Regions from separate parts of the Callithrix jacchus genome. Here region 2 is linked to region 1. The links are chromatin contacts, called in public Hi-C maps. All regions are on one chromosome and are shown on one strand. The core of a region is the stretch at or near the end of the contact, and the rest is flanking DNA. Distances in the headings are between cores, read along the strand shown.

Evidence for each region. Hi-C and Micro-C count contacts between places; a contact is called where the count stands out from the background.
Region 2: a contact with region 1 is called in a Hi-C map of skeletal muscle, with 4 times the contacts expected there. The contact joins the promoter of HOXC8 here to the promoter of SMUG1 in region 1. A contact is called at or near these places in 2 of 3 Hi-C or Micro-C datasets (induced pluripotent stem cells and skeletal muscle).

The regions. Positions count from the first base shown.
Region 1 is chr9:65,363,165-65,368,849 of calJac240_pri, reverse strand. It overlaps SMUG1 (single-strand-selective monofunctional uracil-DNA glycosylase 1), which reads right to left and starts at 3,114. Exons shown (of 3, transcript XM_054238471.2): 1 at 2,855-3,114.
Region 2 is chr9:65,549,476-65,555,160 of calJac240_pri, reverse strand. It overlaps HOXC8 (homeobox C8), which reads left to right and starts at 2,561. Exons shown (of 2, transcript XM_078336507.1): 1 at 2,561-5,685. The region is part of intron 1 of HOXC4 (homeobox C4); the gene reads left to right. It overlaps HOXC9 (homeobox C9), which reads left to right. Exons shown (of 2, transcript XM_003733758.6): 2 at 1-851. The coding sequence ends at 155.

The DNA.
Region 1 (5,685 bases), core at 1,865-4,364:
ACCAAATATACTCCTCAAGTCAACCGGGACATCATCTAACAGTCATCTAGTCAACCAGAACTGTGATTCCCCCACCTGTCCCCACATCCAAATCACTCCCATCCTTCAAAATGCAGCTCAAACCATCCCTTTGATAAAGTCTTCCCTCCTCAGAACACTGCAGCATTTGCCATAGTGTCCCAACCCCACCCCCAACACAAGTAGGTCTGGTGTGAGGCCTGGGAATCTGTATTTTAAACACACTTCCCAGGGTGATTCTGATGGTTGGAGAAGGCTGAGAACTACTGTGTGTCGCCATAGTTAGCATCATCTTGATGAATTCATTTTGCCTCCCCAGCTAAATTGGGCAGATCAAGAGCCAGGCTCTGATCAATCTCCCTCCATAAGCCCAAGGTCTTGGCCCTTATTAGGTAGGTACACAACAAACACCTGCTCAGCAATGTCCATTTCTTTTTCACTTTTGTTTAAAAGTACCCTCTGAGCTAGGCGCAATGGCTCATGCCTATAATCCCAGCACTTTGGGAGGCCGAGGTAGAAGTGCTTGAAGCCAGGAGTTCAAGACCAGCCTGGCTGACAAAGTGAGACCCCACCTCTAAAAAATAAAGATTAAAAAAACCACCTTTTGGCCGGGCGCGGTGGCTCATGCCTATAATCCCAGCACTTTGGGAGGCCAAGGCAGGTGGATCACTAGGTCAAAAGATTGAGACCATCTTGGTCAACAAGGTGAAACCCCGTCTCTACTAAAAATACAAAAATTAGCTGGGCATGGTGGCGCACGCCTGTAGTCCCAGCTACTCGGGAGGCTGAGGCAGGAGAATTGCTTGAACCCAGGAGGCAGAGGTTGCAGTGAGCCAAGATCGTGTCACAGCACTCCAGCCTGGGTAACAAGAGTGAAACTTCGTCTCAAAAAAAAACACCTTTAAAGAGCCACTCCTGATGGATCCTTCTCCACTTCTATTTCCTGAGTTCACTCAAAGCTCAGCTGCCCTCTTTGCACTCTGCTTGTTTTCCAGGCTCTGGTGTGGCCATCACATCTGGGTCTCCCATGTGACTAGTACCATTGTCATTCCTTCCTCTCAACTTTCTGCCTGGGTCAGGAGTGACCTCTTCCTCCAGAAGAGAGCTCAAGGTTGACACAACAGCTTGATCAACCTATTTTTCTCACCCTAGCCTTGGGGAAGTGGGAGAGAAAAAAAATCAGAGGCCAAACTTAGGAAGTCCTTCCCTAACTGATCTCAGTAGTGTTAACTGATCTGTCCAGGTGGCTACCCAGGACAAACTGGGCTCACACAAAAGCTGAGAAAGGAGCTGTGGAGAACAACAGTGTTTCAGAGGACCTTGCTTTGCATCTCCCATGCAGCACCAACATTGGCAGATTGGCTGTTCCAACTCTAGAATCTCAAGAGAAGTCTTGAGCCTACCTTTGGCATTTCCAGACCTGTGTTGGAGACTGCAAGGCCAGGGAATACACAAAAGAGTGACAAAACCTTATTTTCATTGTCCCATAATTTCAAAGCCTGATCTCATAGCAACAGCCACAGGCTAGAAGTCAATTGACTTGAACTCCACTCTTGTTTCATCTCTAAGAAGATTCTCTTGGGCAACTCATTTAACTCTCTCCTCTATGTAAATCACATATTCCATCTAACCTACCACCAGCTGTTAACTCATTTATTTTTTTCAATACTTATGAGTGTCTTACATGACAAGCACTGCAGCAGTCTCTTGGTGAGGAAGAAATCCAAAATGAGTAAAATGTAGACCAGGCTTTTTGTAAGCTCATAAACTGCTGTGAAAGGGCAGACAAACTAACTATAATACAGTGTGATGTGAGCTTTAATACAACACTAGGAGAACCCAAAGGAGGAACATGTCAGTTCTACCCAAAGTAGCCCCAAGAGCCAGAGGCTTAAGAAATGTAGATATTGCCGGGCGTGGTGGCTCACGCCTGTAATCCCAGCACTTTGGGAGGCTGAGACAGGCGGATCACGAGGTCAAGAGAGCAAGACCATCCTGGCCAACATGATGAAATTCCGTTTCTACCAAAAATACAAAAAATTCACTGGGAGTGGTGGTGCATGCCTGTAGTCCCAGGTATTCGGGAGGCTGAGGCAGAATTGCTTGAAACCAGAAAACAGAAGTCGCAGTGAGCCAGCATCGCGCCACTGCACTCCAGCCTGGCGACGGAGCAAGAAAGACTCCATCTCAAAATAATAAATAAATAAAAAGATTATTTTACAAAATATGGTATCATATGACATTAAGCGCAAAGGCAGTGTAGTTTGACTCATCGATAACCCTGGCCACCAAGGCCAGACTTCAGGCTGATGTCAGACTTCTCTGACATCAAATCCAGGAAGTCAGGAATGATCTGAAGACACACGATGCACTTCCCTGTCCCCTGGAGGCACTTTGGGAGTCCAAGGGACAATAAGAAATATCCTTAAACTAAATAACATAATAATTATAATAAGGCATAGGCCAGGCGCGGTGGCTCACGCCTGTAATCCCAGCACTTTGGGAGGCCGAGGCAGGCGGATCACTTGAGGTCAGGAACTCAAAACCAGCCTGGCCAACTTGGTGAAACCCAGTCTCTACTAAAAATACAAAAATTTTCCGGGCGTGGAGGCGCGCACCTGTAATCCCAGCTACTCAGTAGGCTGAGGCAGGAGAATCGCTTGAACCCGGGAGGCGGGGAAACCCGGGAACCGAGATCGCACTATTGCACTCCAGCCTGGGCGACAGAACAGATTCCATCTCAAAAATAAATAAATAAATAAATAAGCATAAACTCAAAAAGACCATTTCATCTGGTTCCGAAGGGACCAACGACTACTAAGACACCATACAAAACCTCCGCCGGCGCCCTCCGCTGTCTCCAGCCAACTGGAAAGCCTCGATCCTGCAGACCTCCCAGGCAGTTCCATAAGCTGGGCTCTCCCTGCACTGAGTCTAACCCCACACGACGAGAAAGACCCCAAAACCCAGACATTCTGACTACTCTCTCGGCTCAGTCTCGATGACCCTGGGAGCCCTGAACCTGCCTCTACAAACCCAGATTCCCAGCCTCCTACTTCCTCACCTGGTCCAGCTCCCCATCCTGTTTCCGGTTCCTTTCCCCCAACCCAACCCCGGCGCTAAGGACAGTGGGAGTCGTAGTCTACATTGTTTAGGGAAGGGATTGGAGTACCCGCAGCCACTTCCGCCGGAAATGCTCAAATCCCGGAAAACGCCCTAAATCAGCTCTAAATATCGCTGGGAATTGTAGTTTATTCTTTACGTCAGCGTTAAGAAGTGCTGAGAAGCGAGAGGCCAGAGTCTATAAGGACCTGGAAAATCCTGGGTTCTATTCCTAAGGGGATTAGAACCTTCCAAAAGTTCATTCACATTTTTCCCAAAGAGATTGCAAATCAGGAAGTTTCAACCATCCCCAACCCCTCACCCACCTGAGTGTGTTAATAATAGCTAAAGATCATTTGGAGGTCCTCTGCTGCCCTGGTTATGAGACCTCTCCTTTGCAGCCCGCCATTACTGTATATAGAACATCCATGAAGGCATTTCTGCTAGCTCCTAACAACTCTTTAGCAAGGAGCATCCCCCATTACTGTCCAAGCCCATCTCAAGAGCGTCACCATTTTGACTTCTTCCTCTGCCTTGCTATCTGCCCAGCCCTATAACGTCAGTATTAGAGTTTTCCAAAGAAACAACAGGATATCTATCTATCAACATGAGGAGATTTATTGCAAGAATTGACTCACAGGATTGTGGAGGCCCAGAAGTCTCACAGTCTCCTCCTCTGAAGTCTATAAACTGGAGAACCAGGAAGACAAGTGGTATAATTCAGGCAAGTCCAAAGCAGGGGAGGGAGCTCACTGCTAAATCCCAGAGCCTGAAGGACCAAGAACCAGGAACTCCAATAATGTCCAAAGGCAGGTATGTCTCAGCTCACGAAGAAAGAGAATTTGCCTTCCTTCACCCTTTTGTTCTACTGGACCCCCAAGGGGTTGGATGGTGCCCACCCACATTAATGAGGGCGACCTTCTTAACTCAGTCTACCAATTCAAATGTGAATCTCTTCCGGAAACACTCTCACAGACATATTCAGAAATAATGTTTTACCAGCTATCTGCGTGTCCCTTAGCCCACTCAAGTAGACACATGAAGTTAGCCAGCACTCATCCTTCCAAATCTTCTTCCTCAAATAGTTTGTCCAGGAACCCTTCCCCGATCAATCCTAATCCCATGGTTGCACCTAACAGTCCATTTCCCCCAACTCCTGGATCCCAATATCTATGTCCAAAGCTGTCCTATTCCTAGTTTTGTTCTTGTCTATCTGGATCTGGTTCTGTGTTCTGACTCTAAAACTTTCATTAGACTGGGAAGCCCCTAAGGCTAGTTATCTTCTATATTCCTCCCACCCCACCTGAGCACAGCCAAGGCTCTAATCACAGAGGCAAGGTCTCCCTGTGAGTGGTAGAGAAGGAGGCCTGTAAACCCCAGAACAGGAAGAAGTGAGAGAACAAGGATGCGAGCCCCTTCCCAAGACTTCTCTGATCTCCTATCAACAAAAACGTAATGGATGCAGTAGGAGCTTCAGGGAGCTGTGAGCAGTGACCTTCTGACATCCGTAGTGAGAAACTACCCTGACCCTTGCAAGATTTTGGAAACGGAATTAATCATCTACCTCATGAAGCCCATAATTTCCTGAGCTTTAATTTTTACCAGACCCTCTCCCTCTCTGTGTCTCTCTCTCTGCCTGTGTAATTTGCCCCTCTCTGCGTATGTAAACTTATCTCTATCTCTAGTCTCTTGTGTAGCTTTCTCTCTGTATCTGTGTGTCTCTGTCTCCCTCTGTGTACATCTCCCTGTTTCTGCTTCTTGCCCTAGAATGACTGGAATAAGAGGATCTGAGCTTCTAGAACAAGTTCCCCCATCTCTGTGTATTATGCATTTCTGTGTTTCTGATCAAAAATAAGGTGGGTGAACTCTTTGTGGTGTCATCTCAGTGCTTAAAAAATTCTAGGATCTCCACCATCCCTTGGGCAACCCTCCTGCCCACCCCAGACCCCTCTGTCACTTGCCTGCCCAGCACTTCTAGTTCTAGTTTGCCATCTTGGCATCCCCTCCACATTCAAAGTCGCTTTCTGGCAGAACAGTAATGAGTGAAATGAGTAACAGGCAAGCAGAGATTCCCCCAGGACCTCCACCTCCCCACCCCCAATTTCATCTTCCTAGAAGAATTAAATAACTGTTTCTGTGCCTATAAGCCCATCCATCCCAGGGAACCCAGAGATAGGAAGTCCAGATATAAGGAGAAATGGAGGCTTAGGCAGCCACAGTGAGTCCCTACAGCTGATGCCAGAGGGGCCTAGGGCCTTCTCTGTCTGTAGTCCGTGCTATTCCTCCCCACCCAGAGAGTCACTCCCAGGAAAGATGGAGGTGAGGAGCTCTCCGGATGCAGGGGTGCTTAGAAACAGAGACCCTGAGGCTTTCAAGAGATGGAGCCCAAGAGATGGAACACGGGCTTGGGTGCAGCCCTCCCACCCAGTCTCATCCACTTCTTAGTCTTCTTGTCTTCTGGGAAGTCATCAAGAGGCTGCTGACCGTGATTTACGGGTAGAGCCTTGTGGGACAGGAACAGAAGTTGACCCAGGTTATGGCCTGGGTAAGAGCCTAGAGAGTTGA
Region 2 (5,685 bases), core at 1,312-3,811, 190 kb before region 1:
AGTTTCTCTTCAATATGTATTTAACCAGGGACCGTCGGTATGAGGTGGCCCGGGTTCTCAATCTCACTGAGCGGCAGGTCAAAATCTGGTTTCAGAACCGAAGGATGAAGATGAAAAAGATGAATAAAGAAAAAACCGACAAGGAGCAGTCCTAAACCCTGCCCAGCCTGCTGCCTCAGCACAGCCAGGGAAAAACAAAACCCCGCAAAATACCCCAACCCAGGCGGGAGAGAGACGAAAAAGAAATGGAAAGAGCAAGATAGAGAAAAGCCAATCAGCTTAAAAAGGAAAAAAAAAAAAAAAAAAAAGGAAGGGGAAAAGAAAACTCTTGCGATTTGGGAGGGTTCAGTGTTGAGATATTGGTGTTTTAGAGTTAGTTCTACCCATCGAGGAGGAGGCAGGGAGAGAAGCTGCATTCTCTTTCCCCAGCGCAACTGAAATAAATGACACACGCAAATGTGATTTTTTTCCTCCTTTCTTCAGAGAAGCCAGTACTTGAATCGCTATATTTCTATTTTTTCCCCCTGTATCGTGTTTGGTCCAGGCCATCCCTCCACGGGCCTGGGGCGCTCTGCGTGCAGATTTTGTACAAAAAAAAAAAAAAAAAAAAAAAAAAGACACACACACATACATAGTAATGATTCCCAGTCCAGGAGCTGAGGGGCAGGGCTGGGGACCATGCCGCGGGCTGGGTCGGGCGTGCAGGCCGGCGCCTTGGGCTGTACATAGCAGTGTTTCCTCTCACCCTCAGCGTTCGTCCCCAGCGTCGATCCTGTAAAGTGCTTCTGTTTGTTATGGTAGAACAGCCCTGTGTTAATATATCGAAGTCACTTAAAAAACCAGAAACCCAACTGTATCCAGTTCTCGTTATTTCTCTTCCGTGTGGTTCCCAGTCTGCTGCTGTGGAGGAGGCAAGTGCTCAGGTCATCTATTGGAGGCTGGAGCCAGAGAATGGGCTCCCTCTACCTTGGAAGGGCAAATGCCTGCTACTTGTCTCCAGTCAGGGAGGGGTGGGGGGGGGTTCTGGGGGCGGGGTGGAGGCTGCTGAGGCCCAGGCCCAGCTAGTGCTTGCCCCGGCTGGCTGCCTACAAGTTTCCTGATGGCTAGATGGAGTGCGGGGGAGAGGCACGGCATGAATGGCTTTCCCTGGCTGTAATTAATTGTAATAATTTATGAGTACATGAGATCGGAGGGAAGAGATAGGTGAAGATGAAAGTTGGGTGCTGGGTGAGGGCCCAGGCTGGCTTCTTGCCTGGCTGCATTGGTGCTTTGGTGCTTCCAGGGATGGCTGGGAATGAAGGCTGGGAGGGGGTGTGGGACTAGGAGGAAGGCCAGGCAGGCCTCAGGGAGCAGGACAGGGACTGGGGGCTGCAGTGGGAGAAGAAGAAAAACAGTGAGCGAGAAGAGAAGGGACATGGAAGGAGACAGGAAAGAATAGTAGGAAAGGAAAGAAGGAAGGAAGGGAGGAAAGAGAAGATGGCAAAACCAATACAATCCGAATTAGATGTAGTTTCTCCTTCTCCACGCAGTCTCAGCTCCTCTCTCTCCTTTTCCTAGTTCGTTTCTTCCCAATCTATCTTCCCTACTCTGGTATTTAGTTTGAATGTTTGTCTGGGGGTGACTGGGTCACGCTGTGCAGTTACAGCATTTCTGGGGGATGGTGAGCCCAAGGCCCAAGAAAACTGGCCAGAGATTAGCTAGGAGTGGGGTGCTCCCTGGTGGCTTTGGGACCTGAAGCACAAAGGTGTGGGGATGTGTGTGTAACAGCCCGGTGGGGCTGATCGGCTGCACTGCACCCCAGAGCGCCTTTCTAGAACCAGCAGTTTTCCTCTGCTAATCAGAAGCAGACACAAGCTGCTGGGTATGCCTCGGCCCGGCGCCCCCTTTCTCGGAAATCCCCCAATCTGGAAACTATTAAAATCAGACTGCTTGAAATATAGTTCTTTAATATCTCAAGCTGCCCATTCTGCCAAGGGTGCAGGGTGTTGCTCTAAATACTTGGGGGATACCTTGTGAAAGAACATAATTGGGGACCCCCAGCTGATCCCCCATAGCATCACCTTACAGGATGGTGAGACACTTGTAGGGACCAGCCCCTTCCCAATCATTTGAATCTCCTACCCTCTACTCCTGTTAAACACTCCAATTAAGGGGGATGGAGGAAGGTAGGAAGGGGTGAAATTTTTGTCTCGATAATATTGGGGGGCAGTCAAGTCGAAAGAAGGGAATTCACAGTCGCTGAAGCACCAGCTCCTCTTTCGAGCTTTGGAGACCTCTTCCCCATTTCCAGAAGCATTGTTTTTTTGATCCGTTTGAAAGGTGCTTTGCTTCTAGTTTTATCTCCTTCCTCACGCCTCTCTTTGGCTATTTTGCTGTTCTGGAACCCTGACTCCTGTTTCCCACCCAGTGGAGGCCAAGATACCCCTCTCTCCCCTGGTCGGGAGCGCCGGGATGCGGGCTTCTTTCCCAGCCCCAGAGCGGCGTTTCCGGGCTTCCACCCCGCCCCTGCTCCCAGGCCCTGTCGCCTCCCCTCAGCGTCCATCAGCGCGGCCTGCTTCCTGCAGCCGGCCTGAGCCGGCCTCACTGCGGGCAGGAAGGAGTGCCGCGGGCTTGGAGGACCCTGAAGAGAGCATGGGATGCAGAGCAGGCCCACCCGGCCCGGCCCACTGTTCAATCCCAGCCCAGCCTGCAGGTCAGGATTGGAACCAATTTTTATTCGCTATCATTTACGAATTAACACAACACAACACCCATCTGGGGAAAGAAATGAAAGCTAGGGGTACAGAGAGGCTAGCAAACGCCCTCCTACCCTAATCTTCCCCTCCCACCTCTCCTCTGTTCCTTTGTCAGAATCACAAAACCCTAAAGGTTGTTCCACTTGGGAAGGCAGCGGATAGGTACATTTCCGCAGCCCCGAAATGCCACTTTTATGGCGCTGTTTGTCTCCCTGTTCTGGGTTCTGAATGGGGCCGAACAAAACAGCAGCGCGGAGCTGGCTAGACGTCTGGGCTTAATTGTTTTATGGTTTAAATAAGGTGGACACTCTTTCCTTTGAAATCGGATTATAGGAATGTTTTGTCTATGGCCCACGGAGAACAGGACCTCACTGGCTGAGAGGGAGAGGTGGAGAGCGCGCGCGAGAGAGGGATGGGCTACAAACCAGGGGTCAAACAGCCTGGAGAAGTCAGAGTCCCACCCCAAAGTCCTGCAGGCAGCGGCGGAATAGGCGGTGCGGGGCCAGCATCAGGGTAAGAGGAGCGAGGACTTTAGGGTGCGCGCCGCGGGCAGGCGGTCGTGGGAGCCTCGGAGCTTGCATCCGCTTTCGCGGAGATGTTTCAAGCCCAGAAATGCGCCTGAACCGGGGGAGGAGATCCTGGCAGTTGCTTTGCTTAGTGTCTCTTAATTGGAGAAGGGAGGGTAACAAAAAAGAAAACAGTGTGGAACCTTTCACAAGGTTTTATTTCAAAGAACTTAGAAAACAAAAGAACAGCAGTCCTGGGGCAACTCCCTTCCGGGGAATCTTTCTCCTGCGCACCCCTTTGCAGGCTCCTTCCTCCCACTTCCCACCTTTGGGCCAGGCCTGGGACCTCTGTTAGCTTTTTCCCAGCAGGACTGCATTAGAGCAAATGGACGCGAGGTGGCGCTGTTGCTCAATGTTAGAGGTGGCGGTTCCCCGGGCCGCCCTGGCCGCACTGACATTTGAGGCCCGGCCCGCAGCGGCTGCGAGAAGGCCCCACGCCTCGGCCGGCCCGGCCCCACTGGCTCTGAGCAAATCGATTCTCTCACCTGCGAGGTGTAAATAATTCGCGAGTGGCAGCGGGAGATGGGCCCTCGCTCTGGCAGCGGTCTCGGAAGGCTCAGGAGGGCAGGCATCAAAAATAATCGCTTTGTGGAGGAGACAAGTGCGAAGCAGGCAGCGCGTAATTAACACAAAAAGGCAGAATGACCCGTACAAACGAACATAAATCCGTGGTACCTATGAGGGCGGTGCAGGCCTCGGGGAGAGGGACAGAGACGGCCTCGGCGAGGATGGCTGCTTTCGGTTCCTTTATTTCCAGGCTCAGGGAACGAAATAAACCAGATAATGTGTAAAAGAAAACAAACAAACAAATGAAAGAAGGGCGAGCGACCCCCCAAAGGGGAAACCAAGTCCGGCCTGGGTTGCGGGACTGGTGGGCTTTCCGGGCAGGCGGTGGTGGCAGCGCACTCGGGACAGTCGCATTCCAAGACACAAAGGCCCGGAAGAATAGCTCTGTGGCAGGGTTTTCGCTGGACCATAAAATGTCTAAATATCCCCCCACCCCACCCCCTAAATGATAAGGCGCAGGCCCTACAGCGGATCCAGCCCTCTGGGCCTCCTCTTTCCAGGCTGAGAAGAGAAAGTATTTATGACAGTCCCCAGTGACCCAGATGCTGGGAGCCCAGAGTCCCTTCTGCTCATCGCGGCACCCGAAGAGCAGGCTCAGAAAAGGCAGGGCTGCAGCCAAGGCTGAAGCAAGCTGTGGTAGGCGTACAGACGCCCTGTCCTGACCCCCGCTGTTCTGGACCTTAGGGAGGTCTGCAGCCCTGGCACAGCCCTCTTCTGACCCTTCCCTCCTGCTGCTCCAGTGCCAGAGTTCTGGATGTCTAAGAGTTTGGGCAGCTCCTAACTGAGAAGAGGGTGAGATTCCCCAAATGCAGGGGATCCTGGAAGGAGCTCTTGCTGCCTGCACCAGTGAATCTCCTTTGGGAATTTGACAGAAAGTGGCCATTTCCCGGGAATTATTTAGATAATAGAGGGTGTGGGGGAGGTGTTCATTCTCTCTCAACCATCCTTCCCTGAACCGCCGTTCCTTCTCCCATCTCCAGAGCTGGGATCCGGATGGGGAAGGAGAAGATCTGGTTGTCTAACCACCTCCTTCCTCCTCCAACCCTGAAATCCCCAGGATGTGGAAGAAAAACAGGTAGCATTTTTTTTTTTTCATAATGCAAAGACCTAAAGACGTGTCTGTGTTTGTCAGACATCATGTGCCTGTGTGCCTGGGTGTGCACATGTGCACATCCTAGAAGGACGCTTCTAGGCATGTGTGCGCTAGTTCACACTGAGCATGGACTTGATGGGTCTCAGGGTGAGAAGTAGCAGCCACAGTGTGTGTGTGTCCTGATGTGCACCAGGATTGCCTGGGTGTAACAACCTGACACCCTAGTGAGGGAGAGGACTGGAAAAATCATTCTTACTCCTGTTTTTCATTCATATGCACACCGCACGCATGTACTCTCACTTTCTCCCTTTTCTCTCTGTCTGTGTTAATCACTGTACACACTTATGGCCAGAAAAGGGTGCTGATGGACTAAGGTTCTTTAATTCATTAGAATTAACTTAAATGTATTCAGTCTTGGGGATAGGGGGAGCCCCCCAGAGAAAATGTGGATAAATATTTGAAGAGTGTCTGTTGACAGTTTTCATCCACATCCTGGCCTGGGCAGCCTGCCTGGGGAAGAGGGAGCTGCAGTGAAACCAGGAACTCCACCAGGCTGAGCTGGCATTTCCTATGGGAAGGGGGTATGTGGGGAAAGTAAGAGGCCTGCTCCAGTCCCCTCCAAGTCAGATGCAAATAGTCTCCTAAGAAGAAATGTCCTGAATCAGCCCAGCCAGAAGCCAGGCACACACAGCTGCCCTTTCCTTTCAGTCTCCCTAAGCAGCTT